Linked DNA regions of Mus musculus: region 2 is linked to region 1. Evidence: chromatin contacts called from public Hi-C data. All regions are on one chromosome and are shown on one strand. The core of a region is the stretch at or near the end of the contact, and the rest is flanking DNA. Distances in the headings are between cores, read along the strand shown. Region 1 has its middle 21 kb from the start of Cd83. Region 2 has its middle 21 kb from the start of Gm33489.

The links. A called contact is a pair of places that touch in the nucleus more often than the background predicts.
Region 2: a Hi-C map of CD4 T cells shows a contact between it and region 1, with 2.6 times the contacts expected there. The contact joins two enhancer-like sites. A contact is called at or near these places in 3 of 484 Hi-C or Micro-C datasets (CD4 T cells, pre-B cells and uterus).

The regions. Positions count from the first base shown.
Region 1 is chr13:43,760,925-43,767,099 of GRCm38.p6, forward strand. No RefSeq gene overlaps it. Among named protein-coding and RNA genes, the nearest start is that of Cd83, 21 kb to the right of the region's middle. Within about 2 kb of position 4,502, at least 107 of the 459 cell types and tissues checked have an H3K27ac peak or open chromatin away from gene starts, as enhancers often do.
Region 2 is chr13:44,063,044-44,069,148 of GRCm38.p6, forward strand. No RefSeq gene overlaps it. Among named protein-coding and RNA genes, the nearest start is that of Gm33489, 21 kb to the left of the region's middle. Within about 2 kb of position 2,853, at least 80 of the 459 cell types and tissues checked have an H3K27ac peak or open chromatin away from gene starts, as enhancers often do.

The sequences.
Region 1 (6,175 bases), core at 3,252-5,751:
CTGTTTGGTTTTGATTATTTGACATGCTGGATATGAAAACCAGGGCCCTGGGCATGTTAGGCCCACCTCAGAGTTACCCCTGAAACCCACAAACTTCCTAGTAGTTCCACCATCTCTCATCAGCACCATAAGCTGACAGCCAAAACTTTGGGGTTACGTTCTAGAACCAACCCGGTGATCCACGATGATAGTAAGGGTTTCTCTGACTTCTCTGAGGTTCAGGCTTGGAGTGTTGAGAAATTCGGTCTGTGTGTATTATGTAGACATGCTCAAACATGACATAATCCCTGTTATGATAAGTCCGATGAAATGTAGACATTTTCCTCTCTTCTCCATCCATCTTGCCTCTGACAGTTACAGAGCTTCTACCTCACTGTTGAGCACGGGAAGATCAAGTCTCGTGACTCATAATGAAAGCCATGCACACAGACTCAGAACACACATCTACACACGTGACTGAATTGGGTAAGGTATTTAGATTGCACGGTTTTCTCTCTCAATTCTCAGGCCTGTGGCGTGTGAACAAGTAGTATCTGTTAGAGGCATTATCACCCAGGAGCAGAGAACAGACAGGAAACTCTCACTGTTTTATTTCCTAGCTTCTACGCACAGGGAGACAAGGTGGCTGTTAGGATCTTCGCTGACTTGTGACTGTCCCCAGCTCCTCGAAACCTCATAACATGGGAATAATATGGATCCTAACTGAAGACAACAAAGAGACAGCCCACACTGCACATATGGCGTCCTCTCATTTGTAAGAGAATATAGACATAGAAAGCGGATGGACAGAAATATGCATGGGTATTTCTGTCAGTTGTCTCTGGGTTTTGAGACAACAAGGAAACTCTCACTTCTTTTTCACAGCACTTGCTTCCAAAGGGCCTTTGCTGTTTCTTGAGTTAGGTTCATGCTCCAAAAGCAAAGATTTGCTGCTGCTTTAGCAACATTTTGCAAATGTATGAAGGTGTGTCAAGAGTTTTAAGTCAGGCATGATTGCTTACACTTGTAATCTCAGTACAAGGGAGGCTGAGACAGGAGGACTGCCCTAAATTCAAGACAAGACTATCTTGGTTATCTATCTATCTATCTATCTATCTATCTATCTATCTATCCATCCATCCATCTATCTATGTATCTATCTATTTATGTATGTATCTATCACATATCTATGTATCTATCTATGTATCCATCTATGTATCTATTTATCTATGTATGTATCTATCTATCTGTCTATCACCTATGTATGTATGTATGTATGTATGTATGTATGTATCTATCTATCTATCTATCTATCTGTCTGTCTGTATGTATGTATCTATCACCTATCTATGTATCTATGTCTGTCTGTCTGTCTGTCTATCTATCTATGTAAATTTCTTCCTTCCTTCCTTCCTTCCTTCCTTCCTTCCTTCCTTCCTTCCTTCCTTCCTTCCTTCCTTCCTTTCTTTCTTTCTTTCTTTCTTTCTTTCTTTCTTTCTTTCTATCTCCAGGCCAACTGTGGCTACCGAGAAAGATATTTTTAGACGACGTTGTTTATTTTATTGGCTTTAATTGTGTGCATGCATGCGTGTCAATGGATGGGTACATGTCCATGAGTATAGGTGAGGCCAGACACATCAGCTATCACTGGAGCTGGAGTTACAGACAGCCGTGAGAGGCCCAGTATAGGTGCTAGGATTCCGACTTCTGCAGGGGCCTAAGTGCTCTTACACCATTGATGCATCTCTTTAGCCCCCATAGAAAGAGCTTGTCTTGAAAACCAAATCCAAAACAAATGCACAAAAGAAAATAGTTTATACACTGTACCAGCAGTGTACAGCAGTTCCCTGTAATAAATGGATACGTGCCTTGTTGCATCATAGAGGCATTCTGGTGCATAGATTCCAGGGTCCCAGAAAGTTAAGTGGGTGGTTTGATGTTTCGTCCATAAATAGGGGCAAGGTTGGCTTATTCTATTGTTCTTTTTCTTTTTAAACTCCAGATCAGTGTGCCACGCGGACGCGGTGATTTAACCAGTAGTCTGGAAAGTTCCCGTATATGAAAACTAAGTGTCTTAAAAAAAAAAAAAAAAGAAAAACCACCCCACCATAGTTCATTGAGTACTTTAATATAAAACAATTTTTCAACTTACAAAAATAAAAAGGGGAACTGCACTGTGTTCGAAACTAGACTGGGAGGAAAAAAAGTGATTCTGAAGAATTTCCTCCAGGTGTAAATATAGCCAAGGAAATCAAAGATAATTGCCGGTCATACACAGAGGTGTGCCTTACTCGTAAAAATAAAGGGTACAAAACTACGGAATCAGGATTGAACATTTGTGTACATAGGACTTTTTCTCTATAGGGGTTTAAATTGGTGCAACTGCCTACCACTTACACATTGTACTGATACAGTTAGTATAGAAAAAGAAAATGTTTATTTTTACTATCTAATGTAATTGATAATTTAACACTATCTCAATAAAAAGACTCCTATCAATAATGGCAGGCAAAAATTAATAAAATTTTTCTTGAGTGCAGGCTGTGTGTGCCGTTCTATACAATGTGGTGGTTGGAGGGCCACCTTTTGTGGCTTCTCTCCGCTCTCCCTGTCACCCTGCAGGAGGATGCTGGGATTACAGCTGTGTACTGTGTTTAACTTTTTTTTTTTGAGGGGGGGGGGTTTCAAGACAGGGTTTCTCTGTGTAGCCCTGGCTGCTCTGGAACTCACTCTGTAGACCAGGCTGGCCTTGAACTCAGAAAGCCACCTGCCCCTGCCTCCTGAGTGCTGGGATTAAAGGCGTGCGCCACCACCGCCCGGCTGTGTTTAACTTTTACATGGCCTCTGGAGATGCAATCCCAGACCATCAGGTTTATAAGGCAAATGGCCCCTGAAATTTGCCTTTCTAGTGCGTATGCCACAGACAATTAATGCATCTTACACGCCCCGCATGCGTGATCTTGTGCGGGACACAGTGACCATACATCCAGCTAAACAAGGGAAGACCCTGATGGAGGTAGTGGAACACTATCTGTAATTCTTGCTCCTTCTGAACTGGCGAGGTCCTTGCTCTCAATGAGTTTGTAGTCTTGTTGGTAAGCTTTTGAATATGTGAGCATTTAGTAAATCAAGCATAGTCTGTGAAGGAATTATATTAAACACGAGCAGGTGCTGACATATGGGACACAGCAAGAGAAGGGCCGAGTTATAAAGGGGCTGAGGTGAGGAAGCAAGTTTTCATGTCAGGACTTTACCTCCTGGAGTGCAAGGCCTGCTATGTGTCTGGCCACTGCCTGCACTTCATTTTGGCCATTTAACTCATCGTCTATTCCTCCAATAATGTCGAATAACAACACATCTCCTCAATCCCAGTGGCTTGCATCACAAACGTTTATTTTTTATTTTTTTCTTCGTATGGCTGAGGATTGGCTGGGATTCAGCTGATCTTGGCTCTGTTCCTCTGGGCCTGGCTCCCAGCTACAAGCCTACTCTGGGCTGGCTTCCTAGAGTTCCTGCAGGGACTGGCACTGCCTGAGGCACGTCTTCTCATGGTGAGGGCAGAGACACAAGAGGCTAAGTCTCACCATGGAAGCACACTAAAAACTTCTGTTGTATCACTTTCACATCTGTCTTTCAAAGTGAGTTCTAAGGCCAAGCCAAACATCAGGGAGACGGGAAAACACCCACCACAGATTCCTTGAGAGCTACTGAAAAATCCCACGATGAGAACCATGGATGGATCATCCTGAAGCAAGGAGGACTAAAGGATTGGAAATAATCCACGCAGACATGGTTATGGGATTGATAGTGTGGGTGGCAGACATGGGCTGTGCATGTAGTCTAATTGATAGAATGCTTGCCGAATCGTGCACAAAGCCCTGAGTTTGTTATCCAGCATCAAGTTAATTGGGTGTGGTAGTGCACATCTGTGATGTTAGCACTGGGCAGGTAGAGGCAGGAAGAGAAGAGGGTTAAGGGTACTTTCATCTACATAGCAAATTGTGGACTAGTTCTGTATGTTTGAAACCCTGTCTGTGACGGTGATGATGATGGTGGTAGTAGTGATAATGATGATGATGATGGTAGTAATGATGATGATGATGATGCAGTATAGATAAAAAAGATGAGCCCAGGTAGGAAAATGCAGGTGTGGGCTGATGTATTTTTTCTGTTGGGCTGAAGTGAAAAGATTAGCAATCATGTGATGCTCTCCCAGAGTTACAGAGTAGTTGGCGTGTACAATGGCAATGCAGATAGACTGGTGTTAAGTGAGACCTCATATTGGAAGAAAGTTCTATTGGAGGACAAAGATTTGGCCAACAACCAGGTAAGGAGAGAGTACACACACGTAGTGAGTGAGACCCGAAAGGTCAGAGTAGGCTCCCAACCCTCTGGGGTGCCTGGTCAAGAGGAACACCCTAAGTCTTTCTCACTTCTATGTTTCTATGATGTCAGGGCTACTTCCTTCCCCAAAATCCCCTCAGCGGCTAAGCATCACAGTGGCGCATGTGACGACCCGTGACGGCCTCTGAAAGTTCTTCTTTTGGTCCCTTCGGCAGGTGGCTGACGAGTGGAGAGCCTGGAGCCCAGCCTGCTTTGGGGTTGTCATCACTAAGACCAGCTGTAGAAGCCTGGCCAGCAGTACCCAGCGGCCTGCCTGGGCTGCAGAGTGCTGTGTTGTGAAATACCAGATACCTCGTTCATCTGGAGGGGACTCCAACAAAGGTCTGCACCTACTGGTGCTTAGCTCCGTGGTAGAACACTTGACTGTTAGAAAAGAAGTCTCTGAGTTGCAACAGCAGCACTAAGGCCCAGGCCAGGGGTGGGGGTGGGGCAGGCCTTTGATCATAACACTGGAAACACAGTGGTAGGCGGAGCTTGGTGGGTTTCAGGCCAGCCTGGTCTACATAGTTAATTCCAAGACAGGTGGAGCTTCAGACATTGTGAGACCCCGTCCCCAAAATAAGCAAATGCTGTTACCACCCAGATCACATTGTCTTCAGAGGCTACCTGGGTAGGAGTAGGGTCTCACCTAATCCCATTGTCTTCCACATACAGTGGGAAGAATACCAGCTAATTTACCATACAAAAAAGCTGAATTTAAAACACAAGCAAACATGTAAACCAGGTGTGGTGGCTCAATCCTATAAGCCCAGCCCTTAGGAGGCTGAGGCAGGAAAATCCGTGTGTTAGAAGCCAGCCTTGGCTGCATAGTAAGACCTTGTTTCAAAAAAAAAAAACCAAAACAAACAACAACAACAAACAAACAAAAACCAAAACCTCCTACCAACTCAACCACAACTCTTTCAGTCTCTAGCAGGTAGCATTTGTAAGTGCTAGTTCAAGGAGAACAAATATCTCACACGTCTAAGTATTCCAGTATATTTACTTGTGTGTGTGTTTGTGTGTGTGTGTGTGTGTGTGTGTGTGTGTGTGTGTGTGTATGTGTGGTGTCTGGTGTATGTGTGTGATATGTGGTGTGTGTTTGTGTGTGTGTGGTGTATGGTGTATGTGTATGGTATGTGGTATGTGTGTAGGTTTGTGTATGTGGTATGTGTACATGCCCGTGTGTGTGGTGTGTATATGTGGTGTCTGATGTATGTGTGTGGTACATGGTGTGTGTGTGTGTGTGTTTGTGTATATGGGGGGTGTACATGCCTGTGTATGTAGATGTGTGCATGTGTGTGTGTGTGTGTGTGTGTGTATACTCGTGTCTTTGTGTACACATGTGTGTATGTGCATATGTGTGTTGTATGTATGTGTATATGTGTGGTGTGTGTGTTTGTGTGTGTGTGTGTGTACACAAGTATGTGGAGGCCATGGGTCAACCTTGATGTCACTTTCTGAGGAGTGATTCAGCTTGGTTTTTGAGAGGGGGGGGGTCTCTCATTGGGGTCTGAGGCTTTCTGGAATCACAAGCCCACTATACCCTTTGTAAAGCTTTGTTTAAAATATGGCTCCTGGGGACCAAATTCAGCCCCTTGTGCTGTGTAGCCGGCACTGTACTGACTGAGTTATCTCTTCAGCTCTGTTTTTTTTCTTTCCAGTCTCATTCTATAGGTACTGCTGCCTCAGACAGTGCAGCCAGGAACAGGCTGGGGCCTGATTTAAAAGACAAAATTCCTGGAACGCTCCCAGCCAGGGAAGTCTGGTTAGAAAACCCTTACAAAAATGTCTCATGGTAGAAATGTCTACC
Region 2 (6,105 bases), core at 1,603-4,102, 300 kb after region 1:
TTTCTTCCCAGATATCTCTTTTTAATCTAATTACATACAATACTTTTCACTTTAGAAAAAAAAACCATGTTAACTTCTGTCGTTAACAATCCTGTTCTCCGTTTACCTGTGAGCAGGCAACCAAGTTTTCTCCTCATGTAAATGCCACAGCGGTTTGCTTTCTGTGTACAAACTAGCATATATGTGTGGGGTTTTTTTCTATCTCCCTCAAGGTCAAAAGATTACTATCTATAGACCTTTCCATTCAAGCTTTTTATCCTCAGCTAAGAATCGTACAACCTGTCTTCTTGCACGCACCCGAGGAAAGCCAGTTCTAATCACCATGGAAGAGGAGCCATCCTGCTTATACTAGGCACTGTGAAAATGCCACTATTCGCAAATGTTTCATCCGCTTGGCAAATATACAATGCAGCACAGAGAGATTCACCGCAGAGGCAAAGGACTCTGGGGGTGGGGGTGGGGCAGAAATGGAATGTGCTGAGCTGCTAGACAGTCCCTGTTCTACCACCGACCTTCGATGTCTGGGTGACTGTAAGGACTGGGATCTGCCTTTGCCTTTGTACAGAAAGGTGTCTCAGACCTGATTCAGACCTTCATTTACCGATGGGATAACTGAGTTGGAGAAGCAGAGAAATGGAGCAACCATGGTAGTGGCCAGGAAGTGGCTATGTGATCATGCTGCCAAGAGCAAAAATCCTAAAGAATGACTTTATAAGCCAGGTACAGTGAGTGATGCACACCTTTAATCCCCGTGCATGGGAGGCAGAGGCAGGTGCATCTCTGAGAGTCTGAGTCCGTCCTGATCAACATAGTAAGTTAAAGGCCTAGTCTCAAAAAAAAAAAAAAAAAAAAAAACCAAAAAACAGAAAACAGAAAACAAAAAACAAACAAACAAAAAACCCAAAAAACAAACAAACAAAACACCCAACAAAACCAAAAGAAGATGCTACATGAGCATCAGACTCCTGAGCCAATATGCTGCTAAGGAATTGGAATTCCTTCAGGAACCTCATGCTGGAAGAGAGAAAGGACAGTGTCCTGGTATTATCCAGAGTGTGAATTAGATCACACTCACTTCTGCTAACTTACAAAAGCATCTTGCAGGATACACTGGAGCTGAGTGGCTGATGGGTGGGGCCACATTGGACTGCTTAGTTATGCATGCCTCTTGCCTTCTATTTCAGCCTAAACCTCCAGTCAGAACTTCCGAATATGGGCTGCAGGCGTGGGGGTGGGGAGGTGTCACTAGACATCTTTATCTGTCCCTTCTTCTCATGTGGTTGTGCTCAATTGATCCCCTTTCTCTGCTTCTCTTTACTTCTTGTCTCTTCAATTGCCCCCCCCCCTCCAGGTTGGGTTGGTGCACCTAGATGTCGGGGTGCATGCTTTGACCCTAAAAGCATTGATAGCAATTGGAACCCAAGTGTGCTGATGCTGATTGAAACAGAATCTGAGTTAGCGTGGGTAATAAGGACCACCAGCCACCGCAGTTCAGCAGCTGAGGTGTAGTTGAATCTTATCATCCGTCATGACTGGTGGCTACTTCCTACCTCTCTCTCTCTGTCTCTCCTGTCTCTCTCTCTTTGTCTCTGTCTCTCTCTGTCTCTCTCTGTCACACACACACACACACACACACACACACACACACACACACATTTCCAAAACCGACATTTGCTTTGAAGGTTGGCCTATACCTAGGCCAAACATAAAGAAGTGTCTAGAAACCAGCACCCCCTTCTCTGCAGCCCCTGTCAAGCTCTTTCTGGGTTCAACCATAGCTCAGGAACAGACATTACCTCATGTCTCAGCACCCCATCTCTGGGCAGGCTCCCCCTTGCCCTCTCTCTATGCTCTTCTCAGGGAGAGAAGAAGGGGTGCCATGTTGGCATGCTGAGAGGAGTGACTTTTTTTTTACTCAAAGGCAGAAAAAAATTACATTTAGTTGAAGGGTAAAGACAAAGTCAAGAAGATGCGTGTGAGCCCATTTCTTGCTTCTTTCTTCAGACGAAGCTTTGCCTTTCTTTTCTAGCTTTGGATGAATGAAGTTGTCACAGTCAGGTCGCTTTCAATAGGGTCTCAGAAAAAACGCCTTTGCCACCCTAACTAACCTCATTTGGCCAGGGCACACATTTAGACGTCTTTCTCCAATTTCTTTATTCTACACATATCTTCCCCTAAATATTCCCATTCTTGCCTCCCGGTGGTATGGACCATTCTTTATAAAGATTATGGCTTCTTAGCCCAGCTCTGTATTTGCCCCCAATCTCTTACTGCCACAGAGCAATGGTACATGTGAAGGGGACAAGAGACAGCTAAGACCTGGTAGACCTGTTATAGGAAGAGAACTTTGGCGGAAACAAATTGCTGTTTAGTTAAATGTAAGTTGCTTCCTAGAGTTCACCTGCTATATATACATGTTTAAAAGAAAATACTCTTTTTTTTCTCTCTTAATGAATTATGCTGCCACCCCTAAAATTGTCTTTGACAGGTGACAGTTGGCCAGTTTCTTTTCCTTCGCTGCCTAGCATCACAGGGTGAAATGTCTTCATCACCTGGAAGCTGTGTGCCAGTGTGGCCAGGTCACAGGCTTCCTTGGTTTTCCACTGTAACTATTGCAACCGTCCCGCATTCTGGTTCCTAAGACCTTCTTCAGGAAACCACACCAGTGACCTTCAGAAGGCCAGAACTCTTCACCCTGAATGTTTGAGCCTTCCCTCTCTCTTAACGCCTGGCTTTCTGCCAGCTGAAAGCAGAAGGCCGTTAGAGATTCTAATCTCCCGGTACAAAGTCTCTTTGGCATCGACAGTCAGATGTCACCTGGGGTCACCGTGGCCTATTTGAGGTGCAGAGTTCTGGGTAGTTTCAGTTGTGCTTGCAGCCGATTCAGAGAGCAAAAGCCGAAGTCTAACAGGAAGGTTGGTTGTCTGAAGTGTGCTAAAAATACTTTGACGTTTGTTGCTTGTGAATGGTTATTTTTAGTCTGAGGAAGTGGATTTAACATAGACCCGGGGGCCCGGTCGTGGCTGACAGAACCAGTGAGGTGTGCACCTGGATAAAGCCGTCCATTTCTGTCTGTCTGCTCCACACTTCTTCCTATGTATGCCCTGGACATGGAGGAGGACGAGACAAAACTGATTCCAGGTCTCTGTCTGCAGCGGGACCTCTCTCTTCCTCTCTGAAGCTGCTGGCCGATGAGAGGCAGGCCAGATCCAGAAGTCAACAGCTGGGCTTCAGACCCCACGAGGCACTGTCCCCTCTGCTAGAGAATACAGTCTGTGGCTTTTGAAGCCTCTGCCCTGTAGTGCTGGGCTCAGTAGAGTCTAGGTGGTTGGTTGCTAACAACTGTCACCTAATTGTCACATGAGCAGGATAACCAGACTCCTGTCCTCTAGAAGGTTCCTGCCTCATTGCAGCCTCTCCAAACTGAAGAATGAGCAGGGAGTTGGGGTACAGGTTGGTTCTTTGGCTTCTCATTCCTTGTAGGTTGACTGAGCAGTAGGGGAGGAATGGCCGTATACTGAATACCCTCCTGGTATGTCCCACTTCTATGCTATCAAGCAAGGTTAGTTACTGAAGCAAGTTAAGGTAAAGAAGCAAGAGGCGAAACCCAGAGGATCTCAAGTGGACCCTAACTGTTGTACCAATGGCAGGGGCTAAGGAATGGCAGATTAGGAGTGGCCACTTGGATCCCACTGTACCTGGGACTGCAGACTGTCTTAGCAGAGCTCTCTCACGGATATTGTGATGAACCAGCTAAGGGTTACTGCATCGTTCTTAGTCCGCTTGTGCTGTTCTAGCAAAATGTCACAGATCAGGTGGCTTAAACAGCAGGCATTCATTTCTTACAGTTCTAGGGGCTCAGAAATCCACGACCAAATGCCATTCAACTGCAGATCCTGGTCACACTCCCTGGCTGCCTTCTGGCTGTGTCTTCACATGTCCCTTTCTCTCTTCCTCTGAAGGGACAGAGACCTCTGCTGTCCCCTTCTCTTCTTGTAAGACCAACAGCCCTACTAGATTGGGGCCCACCCTTGTGACCTTATTTAATTTGAATTCCATCCTAAAGATCTCACATCCAAATAGTCACCGTGGAGACTGAGACATCTACACACAGACTTAAGGAATGGGGGACACACTCTGGCCATAGCTCCTGCAGCCAGGGAACCAACTGCAGCCAACTTTGCTGTTGGGACCCTTTCACACTTTGGGGGTACTCTAGGTCCAGGTATCCCAAGGAACCCCCATGTTCCTTTGTCAGGAGACTATGCTCAGGCTTCTGGTACTATCTTGAAAGGACAATGGTGAGAGTTGGCTTCCTTTCATAAATGATAGTTTTTGACCAATGAATGGCGGGCAGGAAGGAAGCAAAGATGCTCTGGTTTTTTTCAGCCTCTGGACAGGACAACAGCAGCTGTCTAGAGGAAACTCAGAGATTATATAAGTCACATCCCAGATGTCCCCTCCCTGATCCCTCCCCTGAGATTTACCCTGTCCCAGCATCTTTCTTCTTTGTGCTTCCCAGAGTTCCTGAGGAGGGCTTGCGTCTGGAAAGCCCAATAAAAATAAACAAACAGTTAAGGTACAAGACCCAAGACCCAGGTCTGAGCCAGAAGCCCCTCTGCTCAGATGTCTCCTCTCCACTTTAAGGTTTAGGCTCGCTACAGCATTCCTAAAGATCTGTAGTAAATGAAAGGCCTCACTGTGGAACAGCAGCAGGTAAAGGCTTTTCTGCTTTCTGGAATCTTCTTGACCATTCTAGCTCAAAGTCAGCACTAGCATCCTAGAGGAAACCCTGCTTCATTTTCTTAATTATCTCAACCTGGGCCTCATCAGCCAAAGCTTCCATTCCAATCACATCAGCACACCTGGTGTCTGCCTCTCTTCTTACTGTAGATAACAATGCTAAAGGGACCTTTTGTGGTTTTCTCCATCTTTGAAAAACTTTCCTAAAATAGCTTGGATTCCCTTTGCCTTGTTTGCCTGCGTCTAAAGATTCCTGAGAATCCTGACCACACTTTCAGAATTCAGCAGGAAGAGTGTTGTAGGGAGTTGGCTATCCATGTGCTTCCAAGGCTTCACCCCTGGAAGAGAGGCCAATTGAGAAGAAGGGGAAAATAAGTCAAGTTAGACTGTGAGCAGCATCAGCCTTTGGCCTTGTGGTAGTAGTGACAGGTTTGTAGCTTAGAGGGTCTTGCCTGTGCTCTTGACCCTCAAGGTTAGGTGGCCTGGTGAGGTACATCATCTTCACTGAGAGTTGAGGCTAGAGGAAGGAATGTCTTCACCTCGCACCTCAGCTATACCTTTGAGGAATGGTGCAATAGAGGACTGGGAAACAATGACATCCTTGCCAACAATGCTATTTTAATTAAAACAGTGGTAATTTAATTATCTTTTGATGGTTAAAAAAAAAAAAAGAATGAGCAAATTAAAATTCCGTGTATTTTAGAAAGGCCAAGCAGTTTCTGGGAGGTCAGAGGTTACTACTGGCAAGCATGTTTAAGGTAAAGGACATCACACCTGCTGTTTCAGGGGCGAACGAGCAAACGCAAAAACAGGCCGGAGAAAAGTCTGCCGGCAGAGTTCAGTGCTCGCTCAACTGGGTTCCAGATTCCCATGAATCTCAGTGAACCCTGGTAGAGGAGGCAGGGCTGTGTGAGAGATGGCCTCTTGCTAGCCCAATGCTTATTCTTTATTCCTTAGATAGCAGTGTTTCCACTTGGCCTGTCTTTCCCATTATCACATTAGCATACAGTGCTTGGTGTGCCGCAGATGCTCAATATATGCTTGAGAGGGATGACGGAGTTTACCAAAGCAACTTGCTTCTCTATAGCTCTCCGCTGAGGAGGGGAAGGAAAGAGGAGGAGCTGCTAGAAGGAAGAGATGCATAAAGATTCTAGGAAGATGGAGCCGGAGCGGGTGGAATTCTTCTGTTTAGATAAGAATGGGGAAATTTGTCTTTACCCCATGAAACCTGAAGTCCCAGAGGCTTTGGAGTGATATCCTCTTCTACCAAGGCTGAACAAACAATAGTGCATACAGTTTACGAAGCCACCCAGTCCATAGAGAAGAAGGAGTCTGAACTGACTGATAGAAACCTGAACCACT